2 separate regions of the Canis lupus genome follow, and region 2 is linked to region 1. Evidence: chromatin contacts called from public Hi-C data. All regions are on one chromosome and are shown on one strand. Each heading gives the region's core, a stretch centred on a gene start, on an enhancer-like site or on the middle of the called end of the contact. The rest is flanking DNA. Distances are from core to core; before and after follow the strand shown. Region 1 holds the start of CPT2 (carnitine O-palmitoyltransferase 2, mitochondrial). Region 2 holds the start of ECHDC2 (enoyl-CoA hydratase domain-containing protein 2, mitochondrial).

Region 1 (3,645 bases), core at 776-3,275:
TGGTCCTTGCTGGAAGTTATACATGGGTGATGACTCAGTGCTACTCTTTGTAACTCAATTCCTATAGATGTTTGCTCTGTAGGTTGGAGGAAATGATCTCAAGTGTTACTCCCAGCTTTCCAATTCGAAAAGGGAGAAGATCCCTTTGATCTTAGATCTGAGCGGAGTCCAGGCTTACATAAAAGTCAAGTGCTACTGGGCCTGGCAAGTGAAGAGAGGCTCTGTCATTCTTCACCTTTCCCCCACATATCGGCTCAGCTCACACACAGGACGTTAAGGAGGAGGTTCTGTCCCAGGCTTCGCCCATGGGCATAAAGGCCATGTTTTCTTTTTCCCTTTCTCCTGACAAATTTAAGCAGTGGGGCTGGGGCTAGATAGTTTCATTTCAGTTTGCTTTAGATGTCTGCACACTGCTATTTCACAAGAACCACCTCAGATGCTATTCTTGAGAGTGTGGGGGAGGGAAAAGAGAACAGTGGGTGATAAGGTTGCTGGATATGGAGAAAAACAGCAACCCAGTAGTTGGGGGTGACACCTGGGATACAATCTCTGTTTGAGGGGTGTGGAGACCTGGCCTCCAATCCCTGGGCTGGGAAGATCCCAGGTGGCAGTTTGGTGAGAAAGGAAGTGAGAAGGGTTTTTGAGACAAATTTGGGACTTGGCACCAAGAACTAACTGGTGAGTGAGCAGAGAAGTTAAAGTCTGGTTTTTGAGGGTAAATGAATTTCAGGAAATTTCTAACATTGGAAAAGGAGCCCTAGCAGGTCAGATTAAGGCTGGGAGTTCAAAGACTGGAAAAACTGGAAGTTGAATTAAAGAAAATACTGGGTGAAAAAAAAAAGGCAAGAAAATAAATACTGGATGAGGGAAAGGGAGAGGTAGGTTTATTGGCATTGTTTTCATAGGGTAAGTAGACTCTGGGTGAAGTGTTTTAGAAGGTGGAGGGGGTAAGCTAAGGTGAGGAGGAACACAAAAATTTGGGTGTGTTCTAGATTTAAGCTGAATAAGAGTTTGGGATGGGCACTGAGGGTGTGGTCTAGAATTCTTCGAGGGTGCTAAAGCTGCAGAGGGTAATGTGGGTTAGGGAGGACATTTTAGGGAAAGAAACCTAGCAGGTAATCGAGGAAGGTCTGGAAGGGGTGAAGTCAGACTTAAAGGCTGAGGTTGGAGGAGAGTAGGTGAGCACGTGAGGAGTGTGCTGGGTGAAGATGGGCAGAGGATTGGAGGCATGCAGAGCCAGGGCTGAGCAACAGGCCTGAAGAAGGTGGAGCGCTGGGAAAAGCTGAGGAGGGTAACTATTATGTTATCAGGAACTGGCCTGTCCATATTCTGGGCAGGAATACAGGGCAGTCGTGAAAGTACTTCAGGGGACACCCTAGTTGGAGGGGTAAGGGTGGTACTGGAGATATGCAGGGTGGACATTTTTCAGGAAGAAATGTGAGGGACTCTTGGGTATCTGGATGGAAGCTGGGTTACTGGAGAGAGAATCAGAGAAGGGCTCAAAATGGAGAATCTGAGCGAGCAATGGGGGGCCTGGGGGTGTCCTGGTAAGGAATGCGAACGTTCCGAGGGTCCGGTGCCAGGAGATCCTCAAAGTGACAGGATTTCCAGATGTCGGGTTGCGACAGCGTCCCAGGTAGGAGTCTGGGGTGGGAGCAGGTTAAGCAGAAGAGTCGTGAGTGACTGGAGCGAAGGCTGGGGCCGACCCCAGCGGGCGGCGGGGACCGGGAGGCCGGGCTCACCTGGGCAGGCTGTCCTGGAAGTGCATAGTGGGCACGATGCTGCGCTGCAGGTACTCGCGGGGCCCCGAGCCTGCGCTAAGGCGCCGACACACGGGTCCTGGGCCCCCTGCAGGGCCCCGCGGCCGGGCGCGCAGCAGTAGCAGGCGGGCCACCATCGTTCCGGGAGGCTGCGGCGGCGAGAAGGCGGAGGATGCGGAGTCCGCGAGGACTGGGGTGAGGCCGCCACCCCCGGGGTAGCCGGGTCGCTGAGTCAGCAGGGACTCGCGTCCGCCCGCCGAGCCACTTCCGGGCCCGGCCCCGCCCACCGAAGGCCCCGCCCACCGAAGGCCCCGCCCACCGGCGCGCCCGCCGCGGGGAGGGTGGCGCCACCGCCTCCTGGCTGTGCGGTCTCCCCGCTGGTCTCCCTTCAGCTCCCAGGGCAGCCGGGGAGACGGGGACCCGAAGCTGCTCCTTGCTCCTGTTTCGGAGCAAATAGAAACTGGAGCTGAAGGAAAAGCAAAGCTGAAAACAATGTTTAGAAACGTGTGAGCCGGGGATCCCTGCGTGGCTCAGTGGTTTAGCGCCCGCTTTCGGCCCAGGGCATGATCCTGGGGACCCCGGATCGAGTCTCACATCCGGCTCCCGGCATGGAGCCTGCTTCTGTGTCTCTCACGAATAAACAAAATAAAAAAAAATCTGCTAAACCTAAATCTGGTGGAGGCTCCGTCCGTCCCTACGAGATCGTGGGCAGAACCTTTAAACCTCTGTTTCCTCGTCTAAGAAGTAGAGGTTTACGACCGATCAAAGTACTTTTCTCGATCCTAGATATGAAATAAGGTGATTTGGTCGGTACAGTGCCTGGCAGGAAACGGTGGCGACGGTGGTGGTTGTAACTGGTGACCCGTGACGTCTGCCCTATGAAGATTTGGGACATAACCGCGGTCAACGCCGCCCAGCCGCCCTGCGACCGCCCCCCGAGGTGGTGGTAGAGAAAATGTGTGCAGGAGCGGGAGCCCGTGGAGATGCCCGGCCGGCCTCCGGCTCCGTGGAGATCTGCCGCTGGTTCTAGGGAGTCTTCCGTGCTCTGTGGACTACACGAAGCTGCCTGTCACCACACAGCACCCCCAAGTTTCCTTCCAACTCGGACTCTAAGAGCTTAGGCCTGGGACAGAGATCTGTTGGCTCTCACCCATCACAAAGCAAATAACCCCACCACACTCGGATCCCTGCTCTCTGCTCCCATGTCATAGAAGAAAGAGAAGTATCAAAAGACATAAAACCACGTTGGCTGGCTTGAGGTACAGAATTCCATTCTGGGAACTTGGATTTTTCTTAGCTTCAGCTCTCTTCGTCATGGCCCTCTGTGATGGAGGTACTGGGTGCATTTGGTCTGTCCCCTGGCTGGCCAAGCAGTGGCGGAAGCTGGAGCACATCAGAAAGTGCACTGGCCGGAAAGTCAGAAGACCTGAGTTTTGGTCTCTGCTCTGTCTTTAATCTAGTTAGGTACCCCTGGCTGAGCAGAAAGATCACAGACCAGCTCTGACACTTATACAGTGGTAACTACAAACCCTTAAGAACTGAACATAAAACTTAAAAATACTGAATATCTAATCTGCCTTCCCTGAGGGGAAAACAGACAAAGCTGACCCAAACCTAACAACATCAGTGCCATTTGCCTACAGTGTATAGGGCCAGAGAGAGAGTATGAAATCTTTCCTTAAATAGATTATTCCACCAGCGGTGCTTGGGTGGTTTGGTCGGTTAAACTACTGACTCTTGATCTCAGGTCAGGTCTTGATCTCAGGGTTGTGAATTCAAGCCCTGTGTTGGGCTCCAAGCTCAGTATGGAGGCTACTTAAAAATTAAAAAAAAAAAAAAAAAATCATTCCACCCAATTCAACAAACGTTAGGAGCTCTATATATA
Region 2 (3,645 bases), core at 523-3,022, 230 kb after region 1:
ACTCATCAGGGCCACTGCTGACCTCGGCAAAAGCAGTTTGGGTGGGTAGTGGGAGCAGAAGCTAGAGACTGACATTCACAAATATTTTTGTAATCTAATTGTTGATCATAAAATTGGAATGATTGAAGTGTAACCTGGGCAGTGAAGCAGTGAATGGCATTGTCCATTAATGTGGACAATGCCAGAATGAATAAATGAAATGACATTTTTAAAATGAAATAACGTTTATTGGGCATTTGTGGAAAAAGGTTCACACACCCCCATTCAATCATCATAATACAACCATGACATAGTGACAAAGATACTCTTCGTCACCAAACTCTAGTCCCGCTCCTCTGAGCCCACTTCTCTACTAGGCCTCAACCTCGGCCTACAAAGACTTAAACACTAACATAGTTCCTAGCAGCTCCAGGCCACATTCCTAAGATGACCCTAACCCACCCACCCCCTTTAAGTGCCTGCCTGAGAAAATTTAAGCCAGCTGTAGAAATTAACAAGAAACCTTACTAAAAAAAAAAAAAAAAAAAAAAAAAAAAAAGAAACCTTACTAAAATTGCAGTCAGGTGTCTAGAAGGGGGGGGGGGTCTCTGGCATCCTACTACTAGACATCAATCACAGGCAGAATGGTCAGAGGCGGCATCAGGAGAGGAAGGACACTGTATCTCCATTTTTTTTTTTTAGATTTTATTTATTTATTTATGAGACTCAGAGAGGGGGGGTGCAGAGGGAAAAGCAGGCTCCATGCAGGGAGCCCAATGCGGGTCTCCATCTGGGGTCTCCAGGGTCACCCCTGGGCCGAAGGCAGGCTCTCAACCGCTAAGCCACCCAGGGATTCCCCGGGCACTGTACCTCCTTCAAGCAACTTAGTAGGTCAGCGGCTCAGCCAATGAGAATCCATCATCACTGAGAACTCTTGCTTTTCTCCAATGGGTCTGAGCTGCAAAACAAATCTTCCCAACTTTCTCCATAAAAGATGTTTCTCTCCCCTGGTGGACTAGCCTACGGTTGTTTACTGCGGCTTGTTTGTCCCAAATTGCAATTCTCTGCTATTCTTAAACCTATTTTTGCTGGTAAAATAACTTTTTTTTTTTAAGATTATTTATTTATTTATTCATGAGAGACATACAGAGAGAGGCAGAGACACAGGCAGAGGAAGAAGCAGGCTCCATGCAGGAAGCCCGATGTGGGACTCGATTCCGAGACTCCAGGATCACGCCCTGGGCCAAAGGCAGGTGCTCAACCGCTGAGTCATTCCAGGTGTCCCTATACCTGTTATTTTTAAAGTCAACACTGCCAAAAGAATTTACTGCTTGCTGCAGCCAGCACCTGCAGACCACACCCCCCACCCTGTCCTTAGTTTCTGTGGGAGCCTGAGGTTGGACAGGCCTTGGCTTGCTGACCCCGGGCGGGTTTCACGTGGCCTAATACTTTTCCCGATTTTTGTAATCTCACTTCTCTGTCTTCTAGAGCCCGGGTCACTCACCTCCATGCTGTCTCCTCCTCCCCTTAGAGCTCTCAGTCACCTCCGCACAGACGGAAGCCGAGGTCAGCTCGCACCGGACATTTCCCCTTCGCAGCAGGACATTGCTGAGTGAAACGTGTTCTCGCTACTTTAGCCTCCCCCCTTATCTATGACCGTGGTCACTATCATTACCCCCGCTTTGGTGATTAAAACACTGCTGCCACCCCGGTCCCAGGCCGCAAGGTCGCCTAGCCCGGGCTCCAAGCGTCCCTGTGCGCGCTCGGCCGGGAGGTGGCGCAGTTGCGAAACCCTGGGGCCCAGCCGCGAGCTTTCCGCGGGACAGGAGGGACGGCGGGGGGCCCCTGGCACCTGCCCAGCCTGCGCCCCGATGCTGCGCGCCCTGACCAACGCCCGGCGCCTTGCACGGCCCTGGAAGGCCCTGCGGGCGCGCAGCTGCGCCTCCCACGGGCCGGCTGGGCCCCCCGAGATCCAAGTGCGCGCCCTGGCGGGCGCCGACCACGGTAAGCGCGCTGTCGCGGGGAGCGCCCCGGAGGCGGCCGCCCGGGTCCGAGCCGCGCTGCCGGCGCCGCGGCGGGGGTGGGAGTCACGGCCCGCGCGCTCACCAGGCGCCGGAGGACGGGTCGTTGAAGGGAAGGCGGGGCCGCTCGCTGCGCTGGGGGACTCGATCCCTTCCCAGGCCGGGCTCCAGGCGCGGAGGTGGGTGGCCGCCCTACCAGCCGCGCCGACCCCAAGTGAGCGGGAACCCAAGTGGACGCCAGGCCCTGCCGTCGCCCGGGGCCGGGGAGGAGGGGAGGGGGCGTCGCTCGGGGCTGCGACTCGGCACCGGCACCGCCAGCACCACCGCTTCCACCCCAGGAACTGCACGGGGCCCGGCGTCCCTCCTGGCCCGGAGTCCCGGCTGGGTTCCGGGTCCAGGCGCAGGAGCCCGCGGCGCTGGCCAGGCCGGCCCAGCAGCGCCCAGCAGCGCCCAGCAGCGCGGCGAGGACAACCTAGCGGCGGCCGCAGCAGCCGCGCGACTCCCCGCGCGCTGGCCCTGCCCTCGGGCCGACGCCGCGAGCTTCGGAATCCACAAAGTTCACGCTGCTCCCCGGTGGTGTGGTTTGCACCCTAAGGCCGAGAAAGAATTCTTGTTACTGATTAAGTTTTGGGACATAAGTGTCCGCTGCCCACCACCAAGAAGGAACTCTTGAGACGTCTTTGGTGCAAAGTGGTGGTTTTCTTAAAACACAGGGACAGGACCCCTGGGTCCTGGGAAGAGCTGCCGCCCCGGCCTGTGAGGGGTGGCTGATTATATATATATTTTTTAACCTTTTTTTTTTTTTATTTCTTTTTATTGGAGTTCAAGTTGCCAACATACAGCATAACACCCAGTGCTCATCCCATCAAGGTGGCTGATTATATACCTGGGAGTTGGGAGGGGTTTGAGGATAGCTGTACTCTTAAGGAATTTTGGAAGCAAGGTTTCCAGTACCTTGAGGGAGCTAATTGTTGGGAAAAGGTCACTTATTACCATCTGATAAAACCTGAGTCATGAGACCCTTTATTTATTTATTTATTTATTTATTTATTTATTTATTTATTTATTTATTTTTATTTATTTTTTTTCTTCATGAGACCCTTTATATGTGTATCCGTGGGCCATGTGCTTGGGGGATGATGGTCAACATGTGTCTGGGGGGGTTAGAGATAAAGGAAATTTCTATTTTTTTAAAGATTTTATTTATTTATTCATGAGAGACACACAGAAAGAGACAGAGACACAGGCAGAGGGAGAAGCAGGCTCCATGCAGGGAGCCTGACGTGGGACTTGATTCCGGGACTCCAGGATCACACCCTGGGCCAAAGGCAGGCGCTAAACCGCTGAGCCACCCAGGGATCCCCTAAAGGAAATTTCTAAAGGAATTTATATAAAAAACATATAAGTTAAAGTAGGGTTACAGGCCCCTGGGGGTCGGGCTAAGATTGCCTTTTGCCTTTAGCAAAGTATGAACAGTATGAACATTGAGGCCCTGGAGTCTGTAGAGGAGTGTCCCTTTGCCTGTTTCAAGGACTTGTCAGTGTGCTGCCCCAGGCTCACGCCTTGTCCTCAGCTAGCCCTGGCATCAATACTAACTCGGTGCCAAAAGGTGGTTTTATTATAAAGCACAGGGACAGGACCCATG

What was found. Hi-C and Micro-C count contacts between places; a contact is called where the count stands out from the background.
Region 2: a Hi-C map of blood shows a contact between it and region 1, with 4 times the contacts expected there. The contact joins the promoter of ECHDC2 here to the promoter of CPT2 in region 1. A contact is called at or near these places in 3 of 9 Hi-C or Micro-C datasets (amygdala and blood).

What each region holds. Positions count from the first base shown.
Region 1 is chr5:56,204,800-56,208,444 of UU_Cfam_GSD_1.0, forward strand. It overlaps CPT2 (carnitine O-palmitoyltransferase 2, mitochondrial), which reads right to left and starts at 2,026. Exons shown (of 5, transcript XM_038537499.1): 1 at 1,743-2,026. The coding sequence starts at 1,897.
Region 2 is chr5:56,432,650-56,436,294 of UU_Cfam_GSD_1.0, forward strand. It overlaps ECHDC2 (enoyl-CoA hydratase domain-containing protein 2, mitochondrial), which reads left to right and starts at 1,773. Exons shown (of 9, transcript XM_038537520.1): 1 at 1,773-1,983. The coding sequence starts at 1,851.